Regions from separate parts of the Mus musculus genome. Here region 1 is linked to region 2. The links are chromatin contacts, called in public HiChIP or PLAC-seq maps. All regions are on one chromosome and are shown on one strand. The core of a region is the stretch at or near the end of the contact, and the rest is flanking DNA. Distances in the headings are between cores, read along the strand shown. Region 1 overlaps Washc4 (WASH complex subunit 4). Region 2 holds the start of Txnrd1 (thioredoxin reductase 1).

What was found. HiChIP or PLAC-seq counts read pairs in DNA pulled down with a chosen protein or histone mark.
Region 1: a contact with region 2 is called in an H3K4me3 HiChIP or PLAC-seq map of bone marrow-derived macrophages, with 4 times the contacts expected there. The contact joins the enhancer-like site here to the promoter of Txnrd1 in region 2. A contact is called at or near these places in 3 of 484 Hi-C or Micro-C datasets (bone marrow-derived macrophages and embryonic stem cells), 9 of 115 datasets of contacts at active chromatin or transcription factors (the 230-238 cell line, bone marrow-derived macrophages, embryonic midbrain and 6 more) and 1 of 9 other capture datasets (adipose tissue).

Annotation. Positions count from the first base shown.
Region 1 is chr10:83,563,415-83,569,062 of GRCm38.p6, forward strand. It overlaps Washc4 (WASH complex subunit 4), which reads left to right. Exons shown (of 33, transcript NM_001033375.2): 14 at 997-1,123. Among named protein-coding and RNA genes, the nearest start is that of Washc4, 22 kb to the left of the region's middle. Within about 2 kb of position 2,472, at least 17 of the 459 cell types and tissues checked have an H3K27ac peak or open chromatin away from gene starts, as enhancers often do. A contact at or near this core is called in the 230-238 cell line and bone marrow-derived macrophages, where this site is marked.
Region 2 is chr10:82,857,849-82,864,025 of GRCm38.p6, forward strand. Txnrd1 (thioredoxin reductase 1) reads left to right here and starts at 1,358. Exons shown (of 15, transcript NM_001042513.1): 1 at 1,358-1,452; 2 at 2,676-2,782. Gm38560 (predicted gene, 38560) reads right to left here and starts at 1,160. Exons shown (of 4, transcript NR_156010.1): 1 at 1,109-1,160.

The DNA.
Region 1 (5,648 bases), core at 1,222-3,721, 710 kb after region 2:
CACAGTTATTGGTATAGCATAAACATTCAAATTAGCTTTTAAATTTAGATTCTGGCTTCTTTTACTATTTTTTTTCCATTAAAACCAAAACCTATATGTGCCTGGCTCTGTATGCCATGTATGTGTAGGTGCCCACAGAGGCCGATCCCCTGGAGCTGGAGTTGTAACTTGAGTTGTGAGCTGCCATGTGGGTGCTGAGAACTAAACTCGGGTTCTTGGCAAGAGTAGAAAGTGCTCTTAACTGCTGAGCATCTTGCTAGCCTCTGTTCCCATTGTTTTTACTCTCACTGAAGATGTTGTCTTCTTCCTCCTGCATCATTATAGTTGCTTTATAGATGTTTTCTTTACGATGGCTTATTTTTAACACATTAGGCAAAGTGATAGTGATCCTTAGAACCATTCCTCTCCAGTGGCTTCTCTTAGACAAGACCTTAGCCTAGTCCCTCCCCCTCCCACCCTCCCTCTATGTCTGATCTGCTCTTCTGTCCCTCTTTCTCTTTGCACTCTAGCCATCCTGGGTTTTTGTTATTACTGAACAAGCTGGGTATAGTTCCCAAAGCCTTAGGGCTTTTGTACTTGTTTTGCACATCTTATTAATCTGGCTAGATCATGGCTCAGAATCATCCACACTATGATCATGTTACTTAAAATTATAGAATTACCTCAGGCCCTGGTCTGTGTCCCTGTCTGCCCCCGCGTCCCCCAGGATGTATCACCAGACACTTAAAAATGGTTTTGACTTTGGTTATTGCTTTAGCCTATAACTGTCCTTCCTAGAATCCAAGCTTTGTGGTGCCAGGAGTTTTCATCTGCTGTGCTCTCAGCTAGAATTAATGTCTGTCTTGCATAGGTACTCACTGCATAGTTATAAGTTCAGTAACTTATGTGTGCATATAGGATTCCTTTTGAAGGCTTGAGCATACAATTACTGCTGGAAGGGGTATTTTACTCTTGTCATATGAGACGTGGACATATATTTTTGTGTTCCTTTGCTAGAGATGTGCAGTCTTACTACGTCTTTGTGAGCTCATGGATGATGAAGATGGAGTCTATGTTATCTAAAGAGCAGAGGATGGATACATTTGCTGAAGACCTCACCAACAGATGCAATGTTTTCATACAGGTAGTTGTGTGTTCTTAGAATGTTTTGGGTATAATTTCAAATTTGTGACTTGAATTTACAGGAGTTACACTCGGCCACAACTCTGGAAAGGAGGGTTATGTTTATATTTAAACAGAATGAGGAGCTACAGAGATAGCTCGCGGTGGGAGCACTTGCTCCTGCAAAGATCCCATGTTTGATTGCCTGGCTTTAGGGGAGTCAGTGCCTCTAGCTCCCTGGGTAAGTACATTTATGTTTATGAAAGGCGAGGTCCTGAAGAGCACACTCGGGCCGTCAAGCTTAGCCGCAAGTGCCCTTACCTGCTTGCCAGCGCTCCTTTGGGTGTTCTTGAAAGATTATCTTTTTATTTCCAGATACATGAGGATTTCTTTTACCTTTAATTTAAAAGATTACATGTATTTAGTCTGTGTGCAACTGTATTAATATCAGACACAAATGATCTCCAACAAAAAGCATCACTAGAGATCAACATGTCCCAGGAAGTAGCAATACATGTTGCTCTCTACTGATGCTTTCTGTTGGAGATCATTTGTGTCGGATACTAACGCCGTTGCACAGTGTTTCTTTTGGCTAATGTCTACATGATGTGTCTTTACTGAGCCTTCCATGCAGCCTTTGTAGCTTCTTACATGGAATGTGTGTCTTCTGTAAACAGTGTATATTTTCCCTCAGTCTGGTTTTGTTTGGTTTGTGAGTGAGAGAGTGAGTGTACGTGTGTGGATGCGCTTGATTCTGTGGATGTATGTGGAGGACAGAGCTTAGTATTAGATGTCTTCCTCAATTGTTCTTCACCTCACTTTTGAGGTAGTCTCTCACTGAACCTGGAGCTCACTGTTTGAGCTGGAGCAGCCGAGTAGCAATTCCTTTGGGAGATGTCTGTTCCTCTAAGCTAGGTTTATAGACAGGCACCCCTGTGCCCAGCTTTTTAAATGGGTCTAGTGACCTGAACTTGGGCACCCTTGAGTGTGTTGCCCACTGAGCCATTTCCTTAGCCACCATCTTTGTCTTCTTATCGGGCCATGAGCTGGTTTCTGCCCTTGTTCTCTGTTTCTGACAGAGCCTCTGAGAAGCAGCTTCAGTGTCAGCCTCACTGCTCTAGGTTCCCCCCAGAGCTTGACCACTCACTTCCTCATTTTCCTGGGAGCTCTTTGATGCTTTCCGCGAGTGTTACCAAGCTCTTCTAATGGTTCTTACTAGGAAAGTCATCTGTGTTATGTATTCTGTCCGTAACAGTAAAGACAAACAGGTTGTTTGTGGCGTGAGCAGTTAACATACTTGAAGACTCCCACCAAAAGCTGCTCTCTCTTTTTTTAGATTTATTTTTATTTATTATTATATGTAAGTACACTGTAGCTGTTTTCAGGCATTCCAGAAGAGGGCACCAAATCACATTACAGATGGTTGTGAGGCACCATGTGGTTGCTGGGATTTGAACTCAGGATCTTCGGCGCTGAGCCATCTCACTAGCCCAAGGCTTCTCTGTCTTGCCTGCCTTGGATGCTTACCATTTCTTATTCTGCTTTTAGCTTTCCCAGTGGTACATAAAAGTGCAGTCTAATGTGATAATCCTCTAGCTGACAAGGTAAAACTAGAGTATGTCACAAGCCTCAGTCTTGTGCCACTCTCTCAGGACACTGTCCTCTGTTATATTCCTTTGTTCTCTAAATTGAGCACATCTCTTCAACACAGAGCTAGTAAGGTTCAGGGAAACTGGCTCTGCCACTTTGCTAGTCAGAAATAGTCAATCCTGGATTAGTGCTTTCTTACATGTGCTTAGGAAGCAGACTAGCAGGCACTTAGCCAAATTAATCAAAGGACAGAAGAGAAGATCTAAATTAATAAAATTACACATAGAGGGGAGGATTACAACAGACACTGAGGACATTCAGAGAATGATAAGACATATTTAACCTGTAAAGTAGTAGGATATAAACTTAGCCCACAGAAGTCAGCCGTCTTCTTATATACAAATGACAGACATAGTGGAAGTCAGGAAACAGTGTCTTTTATAATAGCTTAAAAAAATATGTGTATCTTGGGATAACTCTAACCAAACAAGTGAAAGACTTATACAATAAAAATGTTGAGAGTGAAGAAAAGAAATTGAAGACACCAGAAGATGGAAAGACCACCTATTCTTTTGGATTAATAGTATGAAAATGCCCGTTTTACAAAAGGCAATCTTTAGATTCAATACAATTCCCATCAAAATACCAACACAGTTCTAAGTAGAAATTGAACAAAACAATCTTCAACTGCATATGGAAACACAAAAGCTTAGGATGGTTAAAATAATCCTGAATAATAAAAGAACTGCCAGACATATGATCATCCCAGATACCAAGTTGTAATACAGAGCCGTAATAATAAAAGTGGCATGGTTGTGGCCTACAAACAGACACGTTATCAGTGGAATCAAATTGAAGACCCAGATATCACACACACACACACCTACTTGTGGACACCTCGTTTGAACAAAAAGTCAAAAGTAGACACTGGAGAAAAGACGGTATCTTCAGCAAGTGTTGGTGCTGGTCAAGCGATGGATACATGTAGAAAAATTCAGTAGACCCATTCTGTACTGTACAATAGACCCATACTGTACAAAACTCAACTACAGAGGAGTCAGGGGCCTCAGCATAAGAGCAGTTTCCCAAATCTGAGAAGTGAAAGTAAGAATAGATTTAAACTCATTGGCACAAGAAGGATTTTCTGGACAGGACACTGGTAGCATTGGCCCAAAGACCAGTGATGAATAAATGGAAGTCCATTAGCTGGGAAGCTCAGGGACTCAAAGGACTCTATCACTGGGGCAGAGTGACAGCTAAAGAACTGGAAAACATCTTTACCGATTGCCAGTCTGATAGAAGGTTAATATCTAAAATACATAAAGACTAAAAATACTGACCATCCAGAAAATAACCCAGTTAAATGGAGTACAGAGCTAAGCAAAGAAAGATGAGGCACAGATAGCTGAGAACAAAGCAGTACTACATCCTTCGCCATCGGGGAAATAGAAATTACAACTACTTTGGGATTTCATCTAATCCCATTCAGAATGGCCAAGATATAAAACAGAAGATGGCTGTTGAGGATGAGGGAAAGGAGAGCATTCATTCATTGGTAGGAGTGCAAACATGTACAGCCAATCAGTGTGGTTCCTCAGGAAGTCAGGAATCAGTCAACCTCAAGATCCAGCTATCTGCTCTTGGGAATAAGGACTCTATATCTTACTGCAGAGATTCCTGCTCATCCATGGTCACTGCCCCTCTATTCATAATAGCCAGGAAGTGGACACAGCATAGACGTTCCTCAGCAGAAGAATGGATAATGAAGATGGGGACACTTATACAGTGGAATATCGCTCAGCTGTTAAGAAACATAAAATGATGAAATTTGTAGATGGAGCTAGAAAAGAACATTTTGAGTGAGGTAACCCAGACCCTCAGAAGATGAGTATGTGTTTGCATCTGAATAACTAAGAGGTCAGGTACCAGGGGGAAGAGGAGGGTCTCCCCAGGAAGGGAAAATAGAATATAGTGTTATGTATTGATAAAGAGAAGTCTAGAATAGGAGAGTTAGCTCGGAGACTGTGGCATCACACAAAAGACCATTACAATTTCTAGCCAGAGGGAGTTTCAGTAGTGAGATGGGAAAGTGGATACAGGATCCCACCCCTAACCAAGAAAATATTTGCTATTGATACCTGCTGGCAAAAGGAAAAAAATCAACCACATTCAGGGCCCATGTCCAGGAGCTGTTGGCCAACATAAAACAAATTACATGTTTTTATATGTATATGTACTTCTGCCCCCCTCCATACCCTCCCGTTTTTGTTTTATATGGTTTTTGTGGGCTTTTGTTTGTTGTTTTGTATTTATTTGAGTAGGTAGGAAGGCAGAGAGGATCTGCAGAGAACTAGGGAAGGGGAAAACATCCAAATACTGTATGAAAAAAATTTTTTTAAAGATATATTTATTTTATTTATATGAGTATACTGTCACTCTCTTCAGACACACCAGAAAAAGGCATCAGATCCCATTACAGATGTTTGTGAGCCACCATGTGGTTGCCAGGAATTGAACCCAAGACCTCTGGAAGAGCAGTCGGTGCTCTTAACTGCTGAACCATCTCTCCAGCCCCCCAAAATTTGTTTTACTTTAAAAAGAAACTAAAGAAAAATGTATATGAATGTGTTTGTCGTTTCAAATCCTTTGGAGGTTTAAATGAAAACATGTGAGGGGCTGGAAAAATGGCCCAACAGTTAAAAGAGCTTGGTACTTTTTCAGAGGGCCTGTGTTCAGATTTCTACCCCTCACAACCATCAGTAACTCCAGCTCCAGCAGAGCCAGTGGCCTCTATGGACACCTGGACACACACACACACTCTTAAATGTATAATCCCATTCATTATCTTACTTACTATTTAGTCTCCCTGGAGTTTAGAGGAATTGGAGTTTAGAGGAGTTAAAAAATACTTTTAAGTAGCAAAAGACTTCTGTGCTCCTTCCTAACAGAAGAGGAGG
Region 2 (6,177 bases), core at 108-2,607:
AAATCTTTAAAAAAAGAAAAAGTAACATCTCAACTGTGATCCCTCTCTGACCAGTCCATGTAAGACACTTTCAGGGTCAAGCTATTAGAATCCTATAATCACAGCATTAGTACATTATTGTAACTTAGTGATAGAAGAGCCTCTCTCTACCCTGTCGTACTCTTGAAACAAGTTGCACTGTCTGTATTTTTAAGAAGGGGGTGTTCATGACCTTCCTTTACAGACTGTCCCAATGTGCAGTGCCTGAAATACGGCAAACAGAGCTTGGCTGGGGAGCCAGGGGTAATCAGATTTGCCATCCCTTGGTCCTTAACTACGTTTGCCCTGAACACTTTGGAGCTAGACACTTTGTAGCCAGTCCTGACACTTGCGTATCAGGGGCTGCTCCGGTTCAAGCACTGCTTGTACACACACAAGAAATGAGCAGCGGGCAGTGTGGGCTAAGTATCTGGTCAGCCTGGCAGCCTGTGTGTCCGTTTATGCAAGTTTCTTACTGTCACCTTGGAAGAGCCTAGAAGGAAAGTGGGGAGGCCAGTTCTCAGAAGGCGTGGCTTCAGGCTGGCAACCTTCTCACCTAGTTTTTTTTTTTTTTTTTTTTCCATAGTGGGTCAGACAATTCATTCATTCATTCACCAAGCATTCTTAGTAGCCTAGAGGCAGGAGGCATGAAAGGACAAGGCCTTCTTTGGTCGATGCTGGTGGTGGTGTGCCAAGTGTTTTCCTTAAGGTGAACCCCCAAGCCCGATTGGGACGAGGAGGAAGTATTGTAAGGGGAACTAGTCATTTCTTCTCAGGGTAACTCAGGATGAAGTAGGCATAGCTTTAAAAAACCAGGGAACTTCCTTAAGAGAATCACCAGACTTGACTAATCCATTACCTTAGGTCACTGCCGCCTTTGCAGTCAATTAGATTAACTTTTGGATTTTTTTTTTTTTTTTTTTTAAGAAAACAACTATTTGGCAGGGTCACAGCCAGTGCCAGGGGCATCAGATCGTCTGTATGGGTGCCGGGCGTCAATATTTTTAAAATTCCTCATGTGACTAACGCAAGCTTGTGTAGATAGCAGCGCCTTAGGGCTGAGCCCGGGTTACTCACTCCACACTCTTACTCGATTCTGGTTCCCAACATTCTTTGAATAGCAGCCGCGGCCTTTGGGTCGGGGGGCGGTTCCGAGCAGCGAGGATGTTGTACGGTCCAATTAGGAGCTCTCACTTTGCGGGGACAACCGGGACAGGTTGCCGGGGCTGCGCGGGGACTGGATTTTTGCTTTGTCATTCTGACACGGGCAGTTCGCCCGCCTACTAAGAGCAGGGCGTGGCTTCCCGGAGCCACTAGGAACCCGCAGCTCTTTATCCTCAGTTTGCTTCCGTCAGGCCTCGCGTCCACGCGGGAGGTGCGGGACGCCGACACCGCGGGGCGAGAAGAGCTGGTGGTTTCACCTTCCTTGTTCATGTAAGCTCTGTGTCAGCGTGGAGCTGACCGCTGGGGACCTGGGATGCCCGGGACGGTCGCTGGCGGGCCTGGGAGCATCGCTCCGGGGTGGTGCTTTGGAAATGTCCGGGAGGGGATCGTTTAATGTGCGACTGAGCAGGCTGGGAACAAGCTAGGGTAAGCAGAAGACAGCCCGGGTCACAAGCTTCAGGATATGAGGACTTGGGTCTGGCCCTTGTCTGCTGATGCCTGGCAACCAGAGAAAGTGGGTATTCTTTGTAGAGCAGTGATCTTGAGGTATATATAACACTGTGACGAGTAAGTATATAAATCCGTGATAACATTAAGGAGTTTCATGCCTTTACAAATGTTTCCACTTCCTAAGCCCCATGAAATTCCTTGGAATTGGCAATCGCATGTTTCCTAGTGGCTTGCCCTTCTTGACCCAGGCAGTTAAACAGGGCAGCTGGGACTACAGCACAGCCTTTCCCTAACTGAAGGAGGCGGTGCAGACTAGTACAGAGCAGAGACAATCCTGCCTGGATTGAGTCTCGCCTCCAATGTTGACCGGCAGCTCGAACTTGCCCAAGTTGGTTGACAATATGTAGCTCGGTTTCCTTTACCTATGAAATGGACATGGTAATTTGGTAATACATCTAAAAGTACATTGTGAAGACTAAATGTTTATATATATATAATGCTATAGCACTTTGTAAATATATCTCACTGTTGGTACTAGTACTGAATAACTATGCTTTTAAGTGCTGGTGTCAGTATATATGACATACTGACACTACACACACACACACACACACACACACACACACACACACACACATATTCATTCATTTAGCTGTGGGCTACATTTTCAATAGTTCCAGACTTTTCCGAGTTCATTACTTTGTGAAATAGGACCATCCTCCTCTGATGTCATCCAGAGCGGATGGATAGCGTCTTTGTGGACCTTCGTTTTGCCCGCGGTTTCAGATTCCAGGAAGCCCTGGGTGTTGCATTCACCCGGCGCAGCGATCAAAAACCAGACCACGCAGTGTTAATGTTAGGTGGCTACGAGGCTGGTGTTTTTAGCCGCCATGCAGAGCTTTTCTGAGTTCTGGGGGTCCTGGAGTCTTGCTGGCCCGGCTGCTTAAGGGTCGGAGTCCACTGGCGAGAGTGACCCAGGGCGCGTGGCGTCCCGGAAGCCCCGCCCGGAGGAAGGCTCACTGCCGCTCTGCTTTGTGCCACAGAGGGCGGCGGGGCCTTGCAGCGGCGCGGGCGAGCGGAAAGGCCGCGGGAGGCGGCGAGCCAGCGGAAGGTGCGACCGGCGGAGGGCGGCCATGGTCCAGCCCTGAAGGTAGGAGCTGCGCAGGTTCCCCGATCTCCGGCGCTGGGACACTGCAGGCTGGCGACCCACGTGCTCAGATCTCTGAACCGGGAGGAGCCAAGCCAAGCCATTTCTTCTTTTGTTCCCTTTGCTCGGGTTTTCCCTCTTACATTCTTTAGCGTCAGGGTGAATAGTATGGGGAAGTCTTGAGAAAAAAACGCGTCAGGAAATACTTACCCCTTCCTCATCAGGCCGCCCTATCACCTTCCTCTTAATTCTCAGAGGCATGGGGTACCAAGAAACACAGGCTCTGGGAAACAACCACGAGTCCCATGGGTTGAATTTGTTTCCCGTCAGGCATTTCTTTCTCTAGCTCAGAGTTGAGTGGATATAAAAGAACCTAGATCTACCCTTCTGTGGCAAGTATGCTGGTCATCATTTTCTGGTCCGTCGGTGGAGGGGTGACAGCCTGCAGAATTGCAAAAATGTATGATGAGACACCAGGCAGTGTGTTGAAGTCGGAGGACATTGTGGAGTCGGTTCTTAACGTCCCTATGTGGATCCTGGGGATCAAACCCCAGTCGCCACACTTGTTTGCAAGCACCTTCCCTCAGTGAGCCATCTCGCCAGCCCCTCTGTGATTTTTCAGAAGTAAAAGATACAGGAACATTTGCTTTCTTAGTAAACCTGAGGCCTGCTAGGTGTAAAAACACTTAGATGTATGTGTCACTAAGAAGAACATTAACAATTACTTTGTATTTTTATTTAGTCTTCTACCAGAAACATCTTTGAAGAGTGAATATAGGGACTGGAAGTAGATTTCAAAGGTGAATAGCAAATGGGTGGGAACTAATTAAGGGAGCTAAAAGGCTTTTCCTTTAGTTAAAGCACTTGCTCCCCTTAGGCCTTCAGTTTTCAAGTTAAATAACAAAGACCTGGCCGAGGTCTTGGGGGTGGGGATTCTGCCTGTGTTGTAAATGTATATTGAGAAGTTTCTCCATAACCTTAACCCCCCCCCCCATGATTTTTAACACCAGTGGGGTGGGAGTAAAAAAAAAGCCTTTATAAGCTTTGGGATGAACTTTGTTGTCCTGTTTCTCTGACTTTAGTTTCGGGGCCATGAGTGGCGTTTGTAACCTGTACTTCCTATTTGCTACATATGTAGAGCTTAAGTAAACCAGCTGTTCTGTGTCCTACTTTCTCCTGGTTTTCATGAGTGCTAAGAAAAAACTGTGGAAAGAGACAGAACAGGTGAGGCGACTGATTGGCTTGAGTCTCTTGAGCCACTTGCTAGCCACAGTGAGTCCATTATAGGAGATGAGGGAGGGAGATCTTTGGAAGGACTCAGTGGGCACAGCTGACTTTTTTTTTTTTAAAGATTTATTTATTTATTTTATATATGAGTACACTGTAGCTGTACAGATGGTTGTGAGTCTTCATGTGGTTGTTGGGAATTGAATTTTAGGACCTCTACTTCCTCCTGTCAATCCCCCTTGCTCTGGTCAGCCCCTACTCGGCCTCGCTTGCTCCGGCCCAAAAATTTATTTATTATTATACATAAGTACACTGTAGCTGACTTCAGACACACCAGAAGAGGGCGTCAGATCTCATTATGGGTGGTTGTGAGCCAACATGTGATTGCTGGGATTTGAACTCAGGACCTTCGGAAGATCAGTCAGTACTCTTACCCGCTGAGCCACCTCGCCAGCACCCACAGCTAACTTCTTAAGGGGGGGAGTTTGAATAAATGTTTCCTCTCCCTCTTTTTTCTCTCACTTTTTTTGGTGCAAGTGCCAGGATTGAACAGGGCTGTAAACATTCTAGGTAAGTGTTCTAACACAGAGGTATATCAGCCTTCAGTGGGTAATGCTGGGAGTGGAACCCAGGTCCTCAAACATATTTGTAGGTAGTCCTTTTTTTTTTTCTTGTTCTTCCTCTTCCTCCTACTCCTCCTCTTTTTTGGAAGCAGTCTCCCTATGTAGACCCTATGTGGCTTTGAATTTGCTATGGAGCCTAAGCTGGCCGAGGAACTACCAATTATCTCTTGCCTCTGCCTTTTTGAGTGTTAGCATTACAGGGGGTGCCACCAGGCCTGGCGGCATTTTATTTTATCTTTAAGTCAAGATTACAAGGACCAGAATTTATAGGCTTCCAGAGGTTTTAAAATTTTTTTGTTGCATTTATCTGTGTGTGTGTGTGTGTGTGTGCGTGCATGTGCTTGTGTGTGCACTTGCTGTGTGTGTGTGTGCGTGTGTGTGCGTGCATGTGCTTGTGTGTGCACTTGCTGTGTGTGTGTATGTGTGTGTGTGTGTGCGTGCATGTGCTTGTGTGTGCACTTGCATGTGCGTGCCATGGTGTGTATGTGAAGGTCAAGTGACAACTCTCTTTCTCTTCTTCCATGGCTCTGGTTCCAGAGTTCTGAAACTGCCTGTGTAAGTGCCTCTCTTGGTGCCACGGAGAAGAGCAGGCTAGCTGAGTGGAAAGGTACCCACTGGAATACTACCATAGTTAAGCCTTCAGTAGTACAGTGGCGATAAGATTAACAATTGGCTGCATGGTACTTGGCTCCTTTAAGGCAATAACAGAAGAGGTAACTGGCAGGCAGTGAGGCAGACTCATATCCAAGCAGATGGAGCCCAGTTGTGGTCAGTCCCCGGGGCAGGCAGTCTCAAGCCCGCCCTGTAAGGTTAGCCACAGCCTGCCTCTAAGCGATAGCCATCAGAGAAGGATGCTCATTTCATCTTGCCTATATCACTTCAAGCTTCTCACGCCTCCCACCCTGAACTCTCTCTCCCTCCCTCCCTGCCCAGGGCCATCTTCCTCATGCCTGCTTCTTACTGCCTGGACTGCTTCCAAGATAAAGGGCTCACTTTTCAGTTCTTTGTCATGAGCCTTCTTGGGTCAGGGCCAGCCTGGTTTTCTTTTACATCATCTCTACTCCCAAGCTGCTGTAAGCTCCTGGGAGTATTACACCTTCAGTTCCTTAGATTTCCCTGCTCTGCTGGGATCCTTCAGTTCCTGTCCAGACCCACCTTTCCAGGTGAGCACCTATTTAGAGAAATGCATTGTTTGGCCAACTACTTGTGTAGTTCCCACCGCAACCCTACAAATCCTTCTTTCTGGAAGAGGAGGAATCCTGTCAGAGATAATTTTCTGGCTTGCTTATGAAGGTGGAAAAGTAGGCTTACTTTATATGCCTGCGTTCTCAAGGGTATGCTAGTAACCAGAGCTAAATGGAAATGCCTAGTACTGACAGTAACAACTGTTTGTGTGCTGGATTCTAAGTTTTCACAACTGCCTGGTGAAGGATATGGTGTCATCCAGTATTGCAGGTAAAAAAATGAAGACCTCCATAGTTACCGGAGTACACAGCTGGCTACCAGGCAGAGGCAGGGCTGCGTGCCAGACCACCTGCCTGCAGAGCT